Linked DNA regions of Mus musculus: all the other regions are linked to region 3. The links are chromatin contacts, called in public HiChIP or PLAC-seq and promoter capture Hi-C maps. All regions are on one chromosome and are shown on one strand. Each heading gives the region's core, a stretch centred on a gene start, on an enhancer-like site or on the middle of the called end of the contact. The rest is flanking DNA. Distances are from core to core; before and after follow the strand shown.

Region 1 (2,777 bases), core at 263-2,762, 440 kb before region 3:
GTTTTTGTCTCCTCCTCTGCTTCCTCCCCTTCCTTCTCTTCTTCCCTTTCCTCTTTCTCCCCCTCCTCCTCTTCCTTGGTTTGTTTTGTTTTTGAGTCATGGTCTCCTGTATTCCAGGCTGACTTTAAGTTTGCCTGGAAGAAACTTCAGCTGTGTCACCACACTTGGGTCCCGTTAGGTTTTGGGTTGGTTGCTTTTTGTCTCCCCTGTGAGTCAAGGAGCACTGGAGAGAATGCAAACTCCACTTGGGCTGCCACTGCTCCTCTGCTGGCTCTATTTCTCTTCTCCTTCTCTCCTCCTCCCCCTCCCCCTCCCCCTCTCCCTCCTCTCCCTCCTCCCCCTTCTCCTCTTCCTCCTCTTCTCCTTCTTTCTTTTCTTTTTTTTTTTTTAAGACAGGATTTCTCTGCATAGCCCTGGCTGTCCTGGAACTCACTTTGTAGACCAGGCTGGCCTTGAACTCAGAAATCCACCTGCCTCAGCCTCCTTTAGTGCTGGGACTAAAGGCGTGTGCCACCACGCCTGGCTTTCAATTTTTTATTAGATATTTTCTTCATTTACATTTCAAATGCTATCCTGAAAGTCCCCTATCCCCCCCCCCCGCTCTTCTCCTTCTTCCTCTCTCTCTCTCTCCCTCTCTCTCTCTCTCTCTCTCTCTTTCCCTACCCCTCCACTCTCTCCCTAATTGCTGGTGCAAACCCTAACCCTTGAGCACACTAGGAAAGGTTTTACTACTGAGCGGAATCCCAGCCCTGCTCTTGTTGCTGAGAGCAATACAGAGGTTTAGAGACACCTGAGAAACATCTGGGTGGTGGTGGCACACACCTTTAATCTCAGCACTCAGGAAGCAGAGGCAGGCGGATCTCTGTGAGTTTGAAGCCAGCTTGGCCCACAGAGCAAGTTCCAAGCCAGCCAAAGCTACAAAGAGAAACCTTCTCTCAAAAAAAGAAAACAGAAAAGAAAAGAGGAGAGAGGAAGAGAAAGAGGCAGAGGCAAATTTCTGTTGAAGCTTATCCTGGTCTACATAGGTCTACATAGTAAGCCTGCACATTGTTCTAGGCCGGCCATCATTAGAGATGAGATGAACTCCTTCAGTCAGAGCTTTTTCAGTGATTGCCAACAGAACCTAAGGGCCGTTGGAGTAAGACTTGGTGTCACCGACCTGTCACAACAGAGGCTCAAGAAGTGACTGAGCTACCTAAAGTCCCCTCAAAGTAGCACCAGGGCCCAGGGCTCCTGACTCCCAGGCTAGGCAGCTGGACCCTATTGCCTTGCAGAAGGGCTAGCTCTGTAAAGAGGAAAGAGCACCAGCCAGTCAGCTGTCTCTTCCCCTTGACTCCTCTGACTTGGGTCTTGGGAGGAGGGCCAAGCCGGCTGTGGACGATGCTTTTCTTATCCTGCTGCAACTTCCTTTCTGGGAACCAGGAACCTGAATCTGGGCAAAGACAATAAAATTCATCTGAAGGGCTCCTCCTGCCCCCACCCGGATGGGCATCACGTGGCCCCTAGTTAGCAAACCAGGAAAATTCCATCTCTTGCACACTTAGCCTCACATACCCATCTGCTCACTCAGCCTGGCACACTTAGCGTCCCTCACCCACCTTCTCAATTCAGCACACACTCTTGGCACATTCTTTTCAACCTCATCTTCTTTCACTTCTCACACGGCCAAATAGCCAGCCTTTCCCTTACTGTCCCGTTGGTCACCACAGACCTACCATGTCCCTAGGGCCGCTGAAATTCCAGGCAGTGGGAGAGAAGGGTGAGGAGGATGAGGAAGAGAGCTTAGATTCTCTGAAGGCCCTGACTGCCAAGCTTCAACTGCAGACCCGACGGCCCTCATACCTCGAGTGGACTGCCAGAGTCCAGAGCCGGGCTTGGTACAGAGCCCAAGCTAGACCTGAGCCAGTCGGACCCGGGGCCATCTGTGGCTTTGACTCCATGGATTCTGCGCTTGAGTGGCTCAGACGGGAGCTGGTGAGTCTGGTGGGTTAGATGGACTTGCATGGGGTCTTTGAGCCAGTCCCTCTAAAGGCCCAAATCTGTGAGGTTGGAAGGAGATGAGAACAAACCAATGTCCACAGTAGTTCCTCAGTGCTGTGCCCTAGGACAACGGAACCAGGAATTCAGTTGCTCGCTATCTTATTTGCAGAGCCAAATCTGGAGAAGTAGACCGTAGAGCACAGGTTCTCAATCTGTGGGTCTCGACCCCTTTGGGCATCCAAAAGCACTTTTAGACAGGTTGCATATCAGATATCCAGTATATCAGATATTTATATTTAAAATTATTTAAAAGTCGTAGCAGTGGCAAGATTACGGTTACAAAGTAGCAATGAAAATAATTTTATGCTTGGGAGTCATCACAGCATGAGGAAATGAGCTGTATTAACGGGTCCCAGCATTAGGAAGGCTGAGAACCACTGCCCTAAAGAGAAGAGACAGTCAAGTAAAAAGCAGAAACCGACCCTGCTGTCAGTTATAATCTGAGGAGGGCAGAGTTGAATATTAGCTGTCAGCCCACCATGTGCAAACATAAGGATGTCCAGTTCAGCTCAACGGGTCATCACAGTTAATTTGTGATGGCGTACCAGACGTCTATATTTGCATACTAACGGTTCCTTGGCTTGGCTTGAGAATCACCCATCCGGAAAAAGATCTGCGAGACCGAGGCGGATGAAGTTAGGTGAGAAGGGGATTGCGAGCTGGACTATGCAAAGAGTATTCCCAGAAATGGACCGGCGGCTGGGCTGGTGAGCCCGGAGGCTAATCTAGCAAATTTA
Region 2 (2,741 bases), core at 170-2,669, 360 kb before region 3:
GTAACAGCTGCAGACAAAGCTGATGTTAAGTTTTTTTGGAGACAGTCTCTCTGGGTAGCCCTGGCAGTCTTGGAACTCGCTGTGTAGACCGGGCTGCTTCTTGGGATTAAAGACCTGTGCTACCAGTCAATTCTCTCTCTCTCTCTCTTGCATATATGTGTGTCTGTGTGTATATTACTGGAATGAAGATGCCCTCAGAGGTCAGAAGAGTCACAAACATGCATAGTGAACTAAACTCAGGCTCTCTGGAAGAGCAGCAAACACTGTAGGCTGCTGAGCCATCTCTCCAGCCTGTTAACTGTTTTGTTGGTGGTGGTGTCGTCGTGTCGTGTCGTGTCCCCCCCCCCCACCCCCCAGAAAGGGTTTCTCTTTGTAGCCCTGGCTGTCCTGGAACTCACTCTGTAGACCAGGCTGGCCTCGAACTCAGAAATCCACCTGCCTCTGCCTCCCAAGTGCTGGGATTAAAGGTTGTGCACCACCATGCCCGGCTGTTAACTGTTTTGAGCTCCTTCTTTGGTGAATAGGCATCTCCCATCTCTCCTCCACCCTTGACTTGGTAGTATCCCACCTCTGTGCTTCCTTAAATGCTGTTTTTTTCTCTCTGCAATGCCCATCCTCATACCTTCCCAGAAAATTCCAATCTCCTTTCACAACCCAACCCAAACAGTACACTCCCCTTGTAGGCTTCCTCAGGAGAAAAGCACCCCTACCCAGGGGCAGTAATCCTAATTCACCTATGTTTGCCAACCTTTAAAAAGAAAGATACAAAAAGAAAAAAGAAAAAAGAAAAGAAAAACAAAGATACATTCGTGGGCAGGCAAGATAGCTCAGAGGGCATTTGCTAACAAGCCCTCCGACTTAAATTCAATCCCCAAAACCACCCAAATGGCGGAAGGATAGAAATGATTCCCGCGGGTTGTTCTCCGACCTCCCTACACAGGCTACATCTCACACCTACTCCTCCAAAAAAAAAAAAAAAAAAAAAAGGAAATTACTTTTTAAAACTCATGGAGTGGAGGTCAACGCTCCAGAGGCTGGATCTTTTTCTGGCTCCACGACCTTCCCCAACCCCCACCATGGCTCCTCCCAAGTTCCGCCCCTCACTCCCGCTTGGATGGGTGCGAAGAAACCGAGTTTCTTCCTTCAGGCTAGGAACTGGTAGTTAGTGTCAGGCCACTAGAGCTTCCACCCGAAGGGCCCTGTGCAGGGCAGTAAGGTGGGGGGACCTGGCTGTCCACGCCACGCCCCTTTACCCGAGGGAGGACAAGTACCCAGGTCCAGCCACGCCCTTCCACAGGGTTGGAATCCCCCGCAGGTCCTTCCCCTCCCCCTCGGGCCCCGCCCCCCGCCCCGAGGGTCCCGCCTCGCGTCCAGACCTCCGGACTTCCTCCAGGGCTCCGCCGGACCCGGGCCCGCCTCCCAATCGAGAACCCCGCCCCTCTCCCTCTGGCCACACCTTCTTTCCCCTAGAGCCCCTTCCTGTTGCCCGAACCACTTCTGAGTCTGGGTGCCTTAACCAGCGTTGGTCCTTTCACCGTCAGCAGGTCGCCAGGCCGGTGGCCCGGACAGAGCAGCTTCCTGCGCTCGGGCTAGCGACAGGCACTACCCAGCAGGCGGTGACGCTGCGGGCTCAGTAGTCTCCCCGGCTTCCGCGAGAGGCGGGCTCCAAAGAGGCCCAGCGGTGGTAGTCCTACAAGTACAGCTTCTGGTCCAGGCATTTCGGGATGGATCACTTCGGGAGATACAAGGGAGAAAGGAGTCGCCATGGGTTGAGGTCGCTGTGTTCGACCTAGAAAGATAGGCACCCGGAGAGGAATTGGAAACTCCGGCTTCCCCCACCCCCACTTGCCTCTTCCCAAGGACCTGGGCACCTTCCTCCAACCTCGAGACCTGCTGCCAGGTCAAGGTGTTTTATCCAGTGACATTCTCCTTCAGTGCTCACTGGGACAGAAAAAAGTTCACCAAGAAGTGAGCAGTCTCAATGAATAGCTTCATGTCCAGTCCTCTTGACCCGGGGTTGGACTATTTAATTAATACATGCGGTCTGAAAGCCCGTAGTACCCCCGGGCCCGTTGCTTTTAGCTGGAGACATCGGGTCAGGTGGCTGAGGGGGTTAGGGTAGGGTTGATCTTTGGTGGGCACCCCACCCCAACCCCCCACCAGAATCTTCAACTTTCCCCAAGATAGGCCCTCAGTCCCTTAGGCCCACGGCCTTTAGGAAGGGTGGAGTTGAGAGCAGGAAAGCCTGAAGAAAGACACACACACCCTACCTACGCAGAGGCCTTCAGCCTCTATTCCCACAACCCTGTCATTGTGTTTACAGGGGCCCACATCTCAGAGGCCTTCTCCGACCGTATAGTTCCAAACACATCCGACGCTGAAGAACAGAGAGACTCCATGATAATTCCCTTCTGTACCATTCTAAGTTTCAAATTTCTCTCATCTGCCGGCCCGTGATGGCACACGCCTTTAATGCCGGCACTCAGGGGCAGAGGCAGGCGGATCTTTAAGTTCGAGGCCAGCCTGGTCTACAGAGTGAGTTCCAGGAGAGCCAGGGCTACACAGGAAAACCCTGTCTTGGGGTGGGGGTGGGGACCCCAAACCCTCCATCTGTTCTAATTCACTCTTTTTTCTGAAGAATGCACTGAGGTTTGGGGAGGGATAGCAGAAGACAAAGGCTAGAACAAGTCTGTGTGCCCTTGACCTGGTTGAAGCACTGCGCTTAGGACTCTGAGCTCAGG
Region 3 (2,897 bases), core at 343-2,842:
AAACAAGGATCCAAGGTCTCAGCTGGGCCACATGGCTCTCGGTTCCTCAGTGGCTGAGAGGCCCCAGGTTCCTTGTGACTAGCATAGAAACTCCTGCTGGCTATAGACTGGCCAAACCAAGGGTCCTAAAATAAAATTGGTGGACCTGGGCTTGAACCAAGGCGAGAGCTAGTGGATAGGTGGTTGGGCACCGAGCGAGGAATAGCTGAATGGAGTTCAGGAGCTGATTAGCTTGAGAAAAAGCAGCCACAAGGACTCCTAGTCCATTGCACTTTCTATAGCCTCATGTTGTCAAGTGAGTGACCTTGAGGGAAGGAGACAGACCCTGAGATGAAGAGCCAGGAGGGGCTGAGCCCTGGCATGGAGCTGAGGGGCAACCTCACATGGTAAGCTGGGCAGAGGGCGCCTAAGGGGAAGGGTCTATGTGAGCCTCTCCATACTCTGTGGGTCCTCACGTGCGAGGAATAGAGGAAGTTAGAGAAGAGGGGACATTCAGAACAGGGTCCCTTGGTGGAGAGACACCAAGATAGCGCAAGGCCTTCTGGGTGAAGGAAGATGGTGAATGGGGAAAACGTCAGAGATAAGTGGGAGAGCAGTAGAGGAGCAGGGCAGAAAGGACCTTCCAGGAGAGGGGAGTAGAGTCACACGGGGTTATATCATGCAAGAGGGCAGGGGCTGTGATTAGAAGCCCTGGCCCTGAGCAGTAGCCCCATACCCCTCAGACAAGTGGACTCAAGGCTTCAGGATTATGCCAGACATTCAGATGGAAAGGGACAGAAGGACACAGACAGGTGGCTGAGGTCACAGAACCAGAGAGCAGACAAGTGGAACATTGGAGACAGGCAAGGAGACAGAAGCAGGGCGAGAAAGAGAGGGAGGCAGCAACAGCTGCCAGGAGGGACAGGATTGGGGTGATCTAGGGAGGCAGAGCCCCATGGGGTGGGCCAGACACTAACTGCAGCAGGGTTTGCGCCCCCCGCCCCCGCCCACGGTCCCCGCAAACACCCTTCAACCTCAGGTTACAGTTCTCTTCATAGTCGTTCCTGCGCAGCTAGCTGCCTATGGGTCCCTGAGAGATCTTTGGGGATACAGAGGGAGGCCCAAGGTGGGGCACTAGTGTCCTCAGCTGCTCTCAGGGCCAGAAAAGGTGGCTGAGGCAAAGACTCAGGGTTAGGGGATGACCTGAAGGGACCAGGAGCCGCAAGAGCTTTAAAAACTCAGGGCTGAGGTGACTGGCAGAGGTTTGGAAGCTGAAGGACGGGTTTAGGGGTCAAGAAGGTTCGGAGGCGCTAGGGTCAGGTTAGGAGAGTAGGGACCAGGTGACACAGGAGGTCCTCAGGGAGCAGGAAGGGAACCGAGGACTTCCCGGTGGCGGCGTGGGAGGGGAAGCTGTTCCCTCCCTCGTCCCCCTCCCCAGGCCCCCTTACCCGCCTGCACCAGCGCGAAGCAGACGCAGCCTAGCCACAGGCGGAGCGCGGCGCGGGGCGGCCAGGCGCACGGCCCTGGGGGCATGGCGACTCCTGGGCCCGGTGACCGCTCGCACTCACGCTCCAGCCCGCGGCCCTCCCGGCCCGGCCGCCCCGCGCCGCCCCGCGCCGCCTGCATATCGGCTCCGCGGACAGCGACTCCCGCGCGGCGGCGGCGGTGGTGGCGGCGGCGGTGGTGGCGGCGGCGGCGGCAGCGGCCGCGTCCACGTCGGGCGCCTGGGGGGCGGGGCGCCCCCGCTGCGGGGAGAGGGCGGGGGCGGGGTGAGGACCGAGGGCGCCCCCACTCCTGTCCCCGCTCTTCACTCTGTGGGCTCCCGGGAAGCCAGGGGCTTTGGGGACCCCGCGGCTCACGCTCTCTGACCGATGCAGGACCCGTAGCACCGTGCCGCGGTCAGTCCCAGCCTTAACCCTGACCTGGCCCCGGTCCCGCTCTTCCTTAGGGAAGAGGGAGGGCAAGTGCTTGGGAGATGCCCATCTGTACCCCATCTCTCACTCCAGCCCACACCCCAGGCACACACACACACACACACACACACACACGAGCTGTAGAGTGTAAGGGGGGTACAGACTCGGTACTCTGGGGAATGTGTGTACTGGGGCCGAAGAGGCTCTCCTCTGACTCCCTGGAGGTCTAGCTGAGACCTCAGACCAGTCCTTTCTTTTTCTTGTGCCTATTTTTAATCCCCTCGAGAGCACTGCGAATATCTGTCAGGCGCAGACACTCTGTAGGCCTTGGCTGGGTTTGGGACTTGGTTCTCTCTGCAGCCCCTTCAGGTCCACTCTGCTGCGGGGCGTCTCATGTAGGTGGATACTGCAGTTTGGTAACTTGTTTTGTCCAAGGACCCACCACGGGCAGGATTTGAATCCAAGGTGGGCTCAACTTCACACACTCCTCACCCAGAGTGACTTCAACACTCCAGCATCTAGAATCTCTCTCTCTCTCTAAAACTGGCACATTCTAGATTATTAAAAGAACAATCTGGAACCGTGTTTCTCCAAGATCAGAGGGCTGTGGTTTCTGGACGCTCTCGGGACCACTATATCCATTCTGACCTGACTGAGCAGTGATTTAGCTAATGGCTCTAAAGTGGTAGGGGCTGGAAGATGTGGCAGATAGCTCCAGCTAATTAGCACACGTTGATAACCCTTTTTTTCCATCACCTTGGGAACAGCCAGGTGCCAGCCTGTCCTCACACACCCTTCTGGCTACTCCTTTGATGGCCTTAGAGGCAGAGAGGAGCCTCCACCCCACATTTACTGTCCTGCCCTAAGGAGAATCCCTATAGGACAGCAGAAGGCTCCCCAGCCTCAGCCTCTTACTTTCTTGGGCTGGAGTCGCAGTCAGAGAGCCAAGGTTAAGGAGTGAGGTTAGACCAGAGAGGCATCTCACAGAAGCCTCTAAGATCTTCC
Region 4 (2,723 bases), core at 150-2,649, 330 kb after region 3:
CTCTGTGTTGTCAATACCATATCATTCCAGTTAATTTTTGCCGCTTGCTTATTGTGCCTCTGCCCTATGCCCGGAATTGTGTGCTTGATGCTTTGAGAAGGAACCAACGACCTCCGTGGGTCCCACCCTCCAGCTTCCCCAATGTGTGACATCCTGTGCTAAACTGGAATCCTCACGAGGACAGCGACTTTGTCCACACTTTTTAGAACTGTGTTCCCAGCCAACTAGCGCACGTGCCTATGAACTTATACTTCCCAGAAAGCAGGATGGTTTTTTGTGTCCTTCCTTCTCTGGGATGCTTAGGACGGCAGAGGCAGCCCTGATCCTCTAGGCCTGCAGGTGGACAGCAGAGTGTGCCACAGAAATCTAAGCGGGTTCGGAATCGGGAATGCCTGCCTCCTCAGGTAGAAGTGAAGTTTAGAAGTTGACACAGCCCGCGAGGCCGAATCAAGAGGACTTGGTGACTGATTGGCTGGGGAGGGTGAGGCGGGAGGAGGAGTCGCGCAGATGGCTCTGAGGTCTGGAGCTGGGGGGACAGGCGGTGCCACCTCTGATAGACTTTCTAGAAGTGCTGTCAGCTCCTGGTCGCCCCACCGCTGAGACTCAGGCCTAGGGTTGGGAAGCGGTGTCCTGGCTTGTGCAAACTTCTGCACCCCACCCCGCCCCCACGTCCTTTCTTCAGAAATAAATAACCAAAATCTTAGCAGGGATCTTGAGCCTGGCCGTTTGTCACCGGGTGTGTGTGTGGGGGGGGGGGGGAGCACCGTGGGGGTCTGCACCAGCTTGCGATTTCCCAAGGAGGGACACCCCCACCCCTCCCGAGAGCAGCGTGACCAGCCAGTCCCGGGTCCCCAGGCCACCGCCACCCGGGAGCGGAGTCTGGGCGGGACAATGGCCGCGGCCGCCCGGGCCCCGGGAGCCCCCGTGCTGGGGAAGGGGCTGTCCTAGGGCCGGGCGCCGGTGCCCTCCCCGCGCGGCTCGGGCGGGCGGAGGGGGGCGCGGAGTTCCTTTGTGGCTCAGCCTCCGGCGCGGCGCGGCGCGGGCAGGGGGCGCCGCGCAACTTTCCTTGGCGGCGGCGGCGGCGAGCGCGAGACGAGGCCCCGGGGCCGAGCGGGGGCCCCCAGCGCGCGGCCCGTCCCCGCCCCGCCGGCCCCCTCCCCTCGCCGTCGCCAGCGCCGGGCGCTGCCCACTCGCCGGAGCCCCGGGGCCGGGCGGGCTGCGCAGCCGAGAGGCGGGGGGCCGGACGCGGCTCGCTCGCGGGGCCCAGCGCGCCGGGGCCGCGCGGCTGCACAGCCGGCCTCCGCCGCCGCGGCGCCTGCAGAACCCAGAAGTGAACAGCAGGCGACCCGGAAGGTTTGCGCGCCGCTCCGCACCGAGCCCCAGCCGCGCGCCGCCGCCACCGCCGCCACCGCCGAAGCCGGGAGCCCCCAGCCCGGCCCTACTCGGGCCGCCGGGCTCGGGGCTGCGGCCGCGTCCCGGAGCGCCGCCAGCACTGCCAGGTCCGTGCGGGCCCGGGGCGCGCGGGGGAGCGGGCCCGCCCGCGGGAAAGTTGCGCCGAGTTGCGGGGCGGGGGCCGGGCGGGCGCGAGCGCTGTCAGCGCGGGGCGGCCGCGCTGCGTGGGCCCGGGGGTCGCCGGTGCCTCGGGCCGGGCCCCGGGGCGGCCGTGGCTGCGGCGGCTGCGCGCGCGGGGTAGGCAGCGTCTCCCGCGGCGTGTCTGGGGTTCGTCTCCGAGTGTGTGCGTGTGTGTTTTCCTAAGCCGGGCTATTCAAACCTGCTGCAATTCTCCGGTAAACAATGATTCATGGGGCTTAATGCAAATAAACGGATTGCAAACGGCGCGGTTCGCGCACTTTGCAGCCGGCCCGGTGGAGCGGCCAGTGCCGGATTTCTCCGTTTTTTTGCAGATCTGCAGAATATGGCGTCCCTGTCCTGTTTTAAAAATAAGCCAGGCTGCCATTTTTGTTTTTCTTTTGTCTGAAGATTTTAATAAAACTGTCTGAGAATGTGGGAGAGGCGGCTGGAAGCAGAGGGGGCACCCGAAGGGTTGGCTTTTTTCCTTTTCTTTGGAGAGAGCCGGGAGCCTTTCGGGGAGGTGAGACACAATACAATTACACTTTAAAGGAAAAAATAAGGGGGAGAGAAGCTGCCGGGTGATTTGGGGGGAGGGGGCTGGGAATTTAAAGTTAACTCTGAAAGTTTTCTTTTCTTTCTTGCTTTTTTTTTTTTTTAAGATTTTTTTTTTCTTCCCCTGAGGGCCCTGAGATGCCGCGAAAGGATATGGGGGCCCATTTCTCTGTTTCTTCCCACCTAGCTAGTCGCCTTTGCAGGGTTTTTGGGAAAAGTTAACTGCCGGTTTCCCCAGAACTGCGTGGGTGGGGATGTCGTGTGTGTGTGTGTGTGTGTGTGTGTGTGTGTGTGTGTGTGTGTAGGGCTGAGGTGAGAGGTTTTGGGAGGAGTCGTTTGGACGAGGCTCTGTATCAAAGTGGTATTGTAAGGAACTATATTGTAGCCCCAGATTTGGGGGAGTTGGCTGGCTCTAGGGGCATAAAGTGGGCCCAGGGTTTGGAGCTAAGATCCCTGTCATGAGGACATGACCCTTCTTGCCACCCTGTCCTCCAGCAGTGTGGATCCTTTAGGAGCTGTGTGTGTGTTGGAGATGGAGGGAGGCTTGCCCCTTCATGGGTGGCCAGAGCCCCCTTGGTGGACAGGAAGTTTTGGTAGCC

What was found. Promoter capture Hi-C pulls out the DNA fragments that hold promoters and counts their contacts. HiChIP or PLAC-seq counts read pairs in DNA pulled down with a chosen protein or histone mark.
Region 1: a contact with region 3 is called in a promoter capture Hi-C map of liver, with 2.4 times the contacts expected there. The contact joins the promoter of Fam167b here to the promoter of Fndc5 in region 3. A contact is called at or near these places in 3 of 39 promoter capture datasets (hematopoietic stem and progenitor cells and liver) and 1 of 115 datasets of contacts at active chromatin or transcription factors (memory CD8 T cells).
Region 2: a promoter capture Hi-C map of liver shows a contact between it and region 3, with 2.2 times the contacts expected there. The contact joins the enhancer-like site here to the promoter of Fndc5 in region 3. A contact is called at or near these places in 10 of 39 promoter capture datasets (the 3T3-L1 cell line, cranial neural crest, embryonic stem cells and 4 more) and 1 of 9 other capture datasets (adipose tissue).
Region 4: a contact with region 3 is called in an H3K27ac HiChIP or PLAC-seq map of embryonic stem cells, with 5 read pairs. The contact joins the promoter of Zfp362 here to the promoter of Fndc5 in region 3. A contact is called at or near these places in 4 of 39 promoter capture datasets (cranial neural crest, embryonic stem cells, hippocampal neurons and 1 more), 7 of 115 datasets of contacts at active chromatin or transcription factors (T-cell acute lymphoblastic leukemia, craniofacial prominence, embryonic stem cells and 1 more) and 2 of 9 other capture datasets (adipose tissue and embryonic stem cells).

The regions. Positions count from the first base shown.
Region 1 is chr4:129,577,315-129,580,091 of GRCm38.p6, reverse strand. It overlaps Fam167b (family with sequence similarity 167, member B), which reads left to right and starts at 1,512. Exons shown (of 2, transcript NM_182783.2): 1 at 1,512-1,974. The coding sequence starts at 1,717.
Region 2 is chr4:129,499,564-129,502,304 of GRCm38.p6, reverse strand. No RefSeq gene overlaps it. Among named protein-coding and RNA genes, the nearest start is that of Fam229a, 9.7 kb to the right of the region's middle. Within about 2 kb of position 1,419, at least 310 of the 459 cell types and tissues checked have an H3K27ac peak or open chromatin away from gene starts, as enhancers often do. A contact at or near this core is called in adipose tissue, embryonic stem cells, liver and 2 more, where this site is marked.
Region 3 is chr4:129,135,694-129,138,590 of GRCm38.p6, reverse strand. Fndc5 (fibronectin type III domain containing 5) reads right to left here and starts at 1,592. Exons shown (of 6, transcript NM_027402.4): 1 at 1,428-1,592. The coding sequence starts at 1,512.
Region 4 is chr4:128,804,788-128,807,510 of GRCm38.p6, reverse strand. It overlaps Zfp362 (zinc finger protein 362), which reads left to right and starts at 1,399. Exons shown (of 9, transcript NM_001081098.1): 1 at 1,399-1,499.